2 separate regions of the Mus musculus genome follow, and region 2 is linked to region 1. Evidence: chromatin contacts called from public Hi-C data. All regions are on one chromosome and are shown on one strand. The core of a region is the stretch at or near the end of the contact, and the rest is flanking DNA. Distances in the headings are between cores, read along the strand shown. Region 1 holds the start of Pcyt1a (phosphate cytidylyltransferase 1, choline, alpha isoform). Region 2 overlaps Pcyt1a (phosphate cytidylyltransferase 1, choline, alpha isoform).

Region 1 (3,703 bases), core at 462-2,961:
TTTGCTCTTAAACTGTGTTATCCTCAAAGTTTCTCCTTCCTCAATGCCTATTCCTGGCAGTTTCTCCACAACAAACGCCTATATCCTTATTGCTTCTATAACTATCACCATCCCTATTTCAATATAGCTTTTGGCTCTCCCAACAAAAATTGTGTTTTAGTCCTCAATCATAACTAGCTATCTTGATTACGGTCAAATAGCTTTCTCCAGTTAAGGCCATCTGTTGGAGCCTGTGGCCAGCACAGGTCCCAGTTCCTAACTCACTCTACACTTACTTCTCTGCAGTTCCTTAATCATAGAATCATTACAGAAAGAAAAACCTCAAATAATCCAAACCCACTACTTCTCAAACTAAAAAAGCAACAACAGCAAAAAGCTAGACATGGTGGCATGCACCTTTAATCTTGAGGCAGAGGCCAGGAGTCTCTGTGAGTTCAAGGCCACCCTGGTCTAGATGGTTCCAGGTCAGTGGCTATACATAGTGAGATCCTGTATTAATGCCTCAGAGCCAGCACTGGTGAGGCAGAAATAGGCAGATCTCTGAGTTCAAGGCCAGCCCGGTCTACAGAGGGAGTTCCAGGACAACCAGGGCTACATAGAGACACCTTGACTTGAAGAAACAAACTCACAAGCAAGAGCAAAGAAACAAAACCAAAACACTTTAAGTCCACCAAAATTTTTAAGCCCAACTGAAAATACTTGTCTCAGCCTCCTGGGTGTCTGAATTCTAGTTGTGTATCACCACACCCAGTTTTCAAACTTTAGCTCGTTTACTGCATACGTAGTAAGATGTAGGAAGCTAACTTTATAGCATCATTGCAAACACACCTGAAACCTATTTTATAAATCCTTACTATGTGAACACAGCGGGGATTTCTATTGTAGACCAGTTGTCTGTATTTAGTTAGTTGCCATCCAACTAAACTGTCTTCACAGCCCAATAGTAAACTGGGACTCAGAGTTGGGTGGCATAATCCAACTCTGAACTTTCCGCTTACTGACGAAGACACTAGCTCAGTGGTGAACTAAGTTTCTCACCCACGGAAGTTTGCCCGTAAAATTCAAACTCTGGTCTGGTCTCACACCAGTGCGGTTTCTTCGTAAGACCTGTGCCGGGTGGGTCCCTCGCTCATTCACTCACACTTTGTACACAAACACAAGTGCAAAGCACCACCCCCAATTCCTGATCTTACATTCTCCTCCAAGTCAGCCCTCAAAGTCGCTGCTTGTCGGTGAGCGCGCCCTCGCAGCCGCTGCTTCATGGTCCCTCGGATCAATCCCCTCAGTCACTATCCATCGATCAGTCAGTCCCCGGGTAGTCACTGCTGCATACTTACTCGGTCATGGTCCCGTCGCAGCCTCTGCCTCGTGCTCTCCGAGGTCAGAGTCCCTCGCATTTACTGCTCCGGGGGTCACAGACCCCTCACAAGCGGCCACCCCTGGGTCACAGTCCTCTTGGCTGTCATTGTACCTCGGTCACAGTAGCCTCCTGCTTCACACTTTCCCTAGCTGTCACTGGCCCACTCTTCAGTCGCAGCCCCCTCACGCTCCCAGCCCGCCTTTGTCCTCGCAAAGCACCCACTACCCGGAGTTTCCTTACCTCAACTCCTCCAGGCTCCGGTCCCCCTCGGATCCCTTCCCCGCGCCGCGTCACCGACTAGCGAAGTCAAATGGGTTGCGGGGAGACGCCCGGGAAACATCTGACCGGACTGCGGACCGGAAGTCCCGCCTCCCGCCCGCCCTCTTGTCAATGCCACCTCCGCATTCCTGAAAACCACAACCTGACAGAGTAGTTCCGCTTCCAGAGGGGCCGGGCGCGTGGGGTGACTGAGCCGAAGCGCTGGAGGCAGGCGCGGGGTCGGCGGGCTCGGAATTCCGGATGTGTGGCGCCTCCTGCCGCCGGTCTCCCGGCGTCCCCTGCGCCCGCTGCCCCTCGCCTTCTCCGCAGGGCTGGGGCTCCGATGTCCGACCTCCCCGAGGACTTCGAGCCCGCCGGCTCGGTCAGGCGAGCTCGGGTCTGAGCTCATCCTCTGTCTGCCAGTTATTCGGACCTGGGTTGACTCATCAGAAAACGAGCCTAGAAATCGACCCGGGAAGTAGTGGAGCAGGAGTAGAGGCGAGGGCAAAAATGCACAGACAAGGAGGCTGTAGTCTAGGGAACGAACTTCCTACGGTGAGCTTTTGGGGGATTTTGTTTGGCCGAGTCCCCCCCCCCCACACACACACACACACAACACACTTCTAAGATTTTGTGTGTCCACGGAGGCCATAAATGGGGTGACATGTCTTGGAGCTAGAGTTAACGGGCCTTTGTGAATACCTGGGTGCTGGGACCTGAACTCTAGTGGGTTTTGTTTTTTTTGGTTTTTTGGTTTTTTGTTTTTTGTTTTTTGTTTTTTTTTTTTTCGTTTTTTCGAGACAGGGTTTCTCTGTGTAGCCCTGGCTGTCCTGGAACTCACTCTGTAGACCAGGCTGGCCTCGAACTCAGAAATCCACCTGCCTGTGCCTCCCCAGTGCTGGGATTAAAGGCGTGCACCACCACTGCCGGGCTAATTCTAGTCTTAATTGAACAGTAAGTGCTTTTAACTCTTAACCACTGAACTCTCTCTCCAGACTTTTTGAGGGGAATTAAAAGTAACTATCAGACATGGCCTTTACTGTTGCCGAGACTGGCCTGGACCTTACTATTTGTCCCATGCCGGCCTTGAATTTGCAGTGGACCTCCTGCCTCAGACTCTAGAGTGCGGTCATTAGCCGCCACACCCTGTGCAATTCTGTAGCTGTAAGGCAAGTGGGAAGAAAACTCTACAGGAGAAAGATGGGGGGGGTGGGGGTAGACTTTTATGTATTTGTTTGCATTTTTTACTTGAAGATAACTGAGAGGAAAGAGGATGGGTGAACTTGTGCATCTGCTGAGGTGCTTCTAAGGAGAAAAATGATTAAAAGCTAGCACACACACTTAAGTTCAAATAGGTATTTGGACTTGGCAGATAAAATGCCCCCAAAAAAGGACTTCGTAGCTGGAGGAGACACCAAGGGCCTCTCTGGGGAAGATGGGCATCACAAAGGTAGTAGTTTAGACTGTAGCTAACATAGAAACCTAGGAATCTTTTTATGGTGGTGGTTATTTTCTAGACAGGGTGTCTCTGTATAGAGCAGGCTAATGTATAATTCACAGAGATCCACCTGCTTCTGCCTCTTGGGTGCTGGGATTAAAGGCGTGTGACAGCACCACCTGGCTGAAACTCCTTGCTCTACTTTCATGTACACTTGAAATTTCTCAGACCCTGTCACTAAACAAAAGGGATATACCTTTAAGCAGTGAGCTGTGTAAACCATAGGGTAGTCAGCCAATAGCTGAGCACAAATAACAGGCCAGAAGAAACGAAAGCAACAGTACAAAGAAAGTAAGTTTTTATAATGGTGCAAAATTTGAAATTAGCCCCTTGATAAGGAAAGGTCAAAATTCAAATGGTATAACCTAATGATATAAATGCAGCTATTATGAAAGTCATAAAAACTATTCATGACATAAGGGGTGAAAACACACAATTTATTTTATAAATATTTTTTTACATCTTATAAGGAACAATGAATAGAAAATATACCCAAGTATCTAGTCATCTGACATATTAAAATGAATTTTCCCCTTTTTCTCTATATTTTCCAAATGTAGAAAGGGCAGAGATAACATAATAAAATC
Region 2 (3,703 bases), core at 386-2,885, 38 kb before region 1:
AAAAAGCAGCCCCCTTCCCTTCCCTAACATTCCCTCAAGTGTCAGGAAGAAAGGCTCGCACCAGTGCTCCTTCTGGACCAAACATTTCCAGGAAACTTCCAATGAACTCTCGGGACTTCTCCTCCCACTTCTGGATGAGGTCGATGCTCTTCTCTTCCACCTTCTGCACAAACTCTTTTGACTTTTCCTCCACATCTTTCACTTTCTTCTTTACTTTATCAACTCGTTCTTGCAAGTGGTATTTCTTCTCCTAGACAGGAGACAAATGAATTGTAAGAACTAGTACCCAGGCTGAGTGATGGCTTAGAGGCTGAGTACATCCTGCACCTCTGGAGAGCCCGAGTTTGATTGACAGCATGACCTTCAGATGGCTCCCTCCTACTTGTATGTGCAGCTCCTGAGAGCTCTAACACCTCTGCCCCCACAGGCACGTGTACTCACATGCACATAACCACAGACATACACATAATTTACAAAAAATAATAATATTAATTTATAAAAAGAATACCCAACTTGACTTTGCCTACCATAAAAGAGAGAAAAATTTGGCTACTGTTTTCAAAATTACAAATTCTGCTTTGCTTAATCTGCTCTGTTGTTTATTTAGCATAATAACAGGAAAAATAATCTCTGGCTAGCCAGTCACCTTATATGAAAGTGTGGTGATTCTAACTATGACAGTGAGGGCAGAAATAGATTAGCATGCAACCAAAGGAAGTCAAGGTTGTCAAGATAAATCTAATATAACGACATAGAGATATATCCAATAAGGCTCTTTCAAATGGAAGAGTGCATGCACAAGATCATCACACAGCAATTCCAAGAAGCAAATAGGCCAGAGTCGAAACAGAAATACTAGATCCTTAATTAATTCATGACATTGGATACCCCATCACTAGCTCATTCCATGATTTTAGATAAACTGACTTTCATTGTGTGTGTGTGTGTGTGTGTGTGTGTGTGTGTGTGAAGGCATCACATGTCTTCTTTAATTAACCACTCTCCCTCTTATTTTTCTGAGACAGGGTCTCTCACTGAACCTGGAGCTCACCAGGTCTACTAGGCTGGCCGGCCACTGGGTTCCTGGGATCTTCCTGTCTTAGAGGATGCGCTGTCACACCTAGCTTTTGACATAGGTGCTGCGGATCAGAACTCAGGTCATTACTTGCATGGCAGCCACTCTACCAACCAAGCCATCTTCTCAGTCCATGTTTTGCCTTTTATAAGTTGGAGATCTGCTTGCTCATTTGCAAAATGGCAAAGAGTTGGTCCTGCCAACATCCCTAAACATTAGTGTAAAATGGTATAAATGCTCTAATGGAGAAGAAGTGATATTTAGTCAAATGTAAAGCACTATATTGCCTGAACATGCTGGCACTTGCCAGGTAACCCCAGTACTCAGGAGGCCAAGGCAGGAAGATCACAAGTTCCAGGTCAGTCTGGGCTACAACTTGAAAGGTTTTTATTAAAAACACAAAACAATGCAAAAAAAAAAAAAAAAGTAGTTTCTTAATTTCTCAACCATAAGGAAGAAAGAGGCATGCAGGTTGCACAAGATAACAAGATAAAGGGTGGGGGGAAGGGGGGGGGAAACAGAGCGGGGACCATTTGGTTTTGGTTTTCCCCTTTCTTTTTTTGTCGTTGTCTGGGCACCACATGTGCTCTAGCATTGTGAGCTGCCACGTGGGTGCTGGGAATAGAAGAGCAGCCAGTGTTCTTAACTCCTGAGCCATCTCTCTATCCTCTTTCTGTTTTATGAGACAGTCTTGCTATGTAGCTTAGATTAGCCTCAAATCTGAAATCCTCCTGACTCAGCCTTCTAAAATGGGATTATAGGGATGCACACTTGGCTCACCTTACCTTTTTTTCTTGTTTGCGTTTTTTTTTTTCCCCCAAGACAGGGTTTCTCTGTATAGTCCTGGCTGTCCTGGAACTCACTTTGTAGACCAGGCTGGCCTCGAACTCAGAAATCTGCCTTCCTCTGCCTCCCGAGTGCTGGGATTAAAGGCGTGCACCACCACGCCCTGCTCTTGTTTGTGTTTTAACACAGGGTCTCCTATGTAGCCCTGGTTGACCTGAAACCTTCAATTTGAAGTGGTCCTCCTGCCTTTGCCTCCCAAATCGTGGGATGATGGGATGGACCACTAAGCCCTATTCTGGTTTATCTAATTCTTTCACAGAGCTGGGAACAAGCAAAGGGTTTGGGTAAATAATTATTGCATACAATATAGTTAGTAGGTTTGCTCTGTTTAAATCAACCTTATTGAAACATTATTTATATATACAATTAACATCTTTCCTAAAAGGCAATATTAATCAAAAGTACCTGTGTGGTTTTGTGTGTTTGTGTGTGTGTGTGTGTGTGTGTGTGTGTGTGTGTGTGTGTGTGTGTGTGTGTGTGTGAGACAGGACTTGCTAAATAGCCCATGTGGAGAAACTATATATCAAATGCTGTATGTCACTAGCCATATAGGGAGAGATCTGTAGTTTTCATTTTATTCTCAAAAGAACACATAATTTAAAAAAAAAAAAAAGCAAAACCAGTTAAGAGCCACTCTTCATTTGACATAGTGTGCTTGCTATATAACTTATACTTCTGTTGTTCTTTTGAGGCAGAGTGTCACTAAGGCTGGCCTCAAAATTCTGATCCTCTTTCCTCCAGTCCTTTCACTAGAACAGATGTATCTATGCTGGGATTATAGGCATGCATAATTATATATTCCTATTTGTTAAATTGCTTTGTATGTCTTTTTTTTCCTTTCCTTTTATTTTTAAAGACAGGATCTCACTGTGCAGCCCTACCCATCCTGGAACACACAGAGATCTGCCTGTCTCTGCTTCTGAACACTGGGATTAAAGGTGCCACCACCATGCCTGTCCTTGTATCCATATGTTGATATTATGACATTAGACCGTGAGGACAGAGCCTGCCTTTGTGCTATACTCTTTATAAGAGACATGAGGTAGCTCTGGGGAATGACAATCTCACAGCACACTGAAAAGTGAGCTCAGAGCACACAGCACGAGAAGCACATGTGCCCTACAGCGGCAGGGAGCTATGGGGCGAGGCTGTAACTCACGTTGATAAAGCTGACATTGAGCTCCTTGGCAGTGTAGCCCCTCTGTAGGTTCCGTCTTGCATACACATCATAGTCACGGACAATGCGGGTGATGATGTCTGATGTGGAGATACCTTCTGTCCTCTGTGTGGGAGCAAACATGCCTAAAGAAAAACACAAACAGACAAAAACTGTGATGTCCTGCCACATCAAAGGCAGAGGCAGGTGGATCTCTGTAAGTTCAAAGCTAGCCTGGCCTTCACAGTGAGTTCCAAGACAGAATTTTTCTTTTTAGGAAAAGGAAAGGAAAGGAAAGGAAAGGAAAGGAAAGGAAAGGAAAGGAAAGGAAAGGAAAGGAAAGGAAAGGAAAGGAAAGGAAAGGAAAGGAAAAGGAAAGGAAAAGGAAAGGAAAAAGCAGACTCTGTTATTACTATAGGAGAACTCTAGAGATCCTGACACCCAAGGGACAGAATGAAAGACTAGAAGGAGGCACAGGGTATTGCTTATCCTAGAAAAATATAGAACTTGTCCTAAAATTAAAGAGATGTTTAAATCAAGAATCAACAAATGTTGAGGCTATGCTCACTTACAATGTTGTCCACAGTTTGACCAGAAAAATGTTAAATATCTCAGTATCACATTTT

Evidence for each region. Hi-C and Micro-C count contacts between places; a contact is called where the count stands out from the background.
Region 2: a contact with region 1 is called in a Hi-C map of the G1E-ER4 cell line, with 3 times the contacts expected there. The contact joins the enhancer-like site here to the promoter of Pcyt1a in region 1. A contact is called at or near these places in 7 of 39 promoter capture datasets (the HPC-7 cell line, embryonic stem cells, fetal liver and 3 more), 2 of 15 datasets of contacts at CTCF or cohesin (CD8 T cells and the G1E-ER4 cell line), 16 of 484 Hi-C or Micro-C datasets (the Ba/F3 cell line, the G1E-ER4 cell line, the HL-1 cell line and 10 more), 14 of 115 datasets of contacts at active chromatin or transcription factors (the 230-238 cell line, CD8 T cells, the HPC-7 cell line and 8 more) and 3 of 9 other capture datasets (adipose tissue, liver and pancreatic islet).

Annotation. Positions count from the first base shown.
Region 1 is chr16:32,428,929-32,432,631 of GRCm38.p6, reverse strand. It overlaps Pcyt1a (phosphate cytidylyltransferase 1, choline, alpha isoform), which reads right to left and starts at 1,711. Exons shown (of 9, transcript NM_009981.4): 1 at 1,601-1,711. Tctex1d2 (Tctex1 domain containing 2) reads right to left here. Exons shown (of 5, transcript NM_025329.4): 5 at 3,533-3,703.
Region 2 is chr16:32,466,598-32,470,300 of GRCm38.p6, reverse strand. It overlaps Pcyt1a (phosphate cytidylyltransferase 1, choline, alpha isoform), which reads right to left. Exons shown (of 9, transcript NM_009981.4): 7 at 3,081-3,223; 8 at 62-250. Among named protein-coding and RNA genes, the nearest start is that of Slc51a, 19 kb to the left of the region's middle. Within about 2 kb of position 1,635, at least 7 of the 459 cell types and tissues checked have an H3K27ac peak or open chromatin away from gene starts, as enhancers often do. A contact at or near this core is called in the G1E-ER4 cell line, the HPC-7 cell line, the SCID.adh cell line and 1 more, where this site is marked.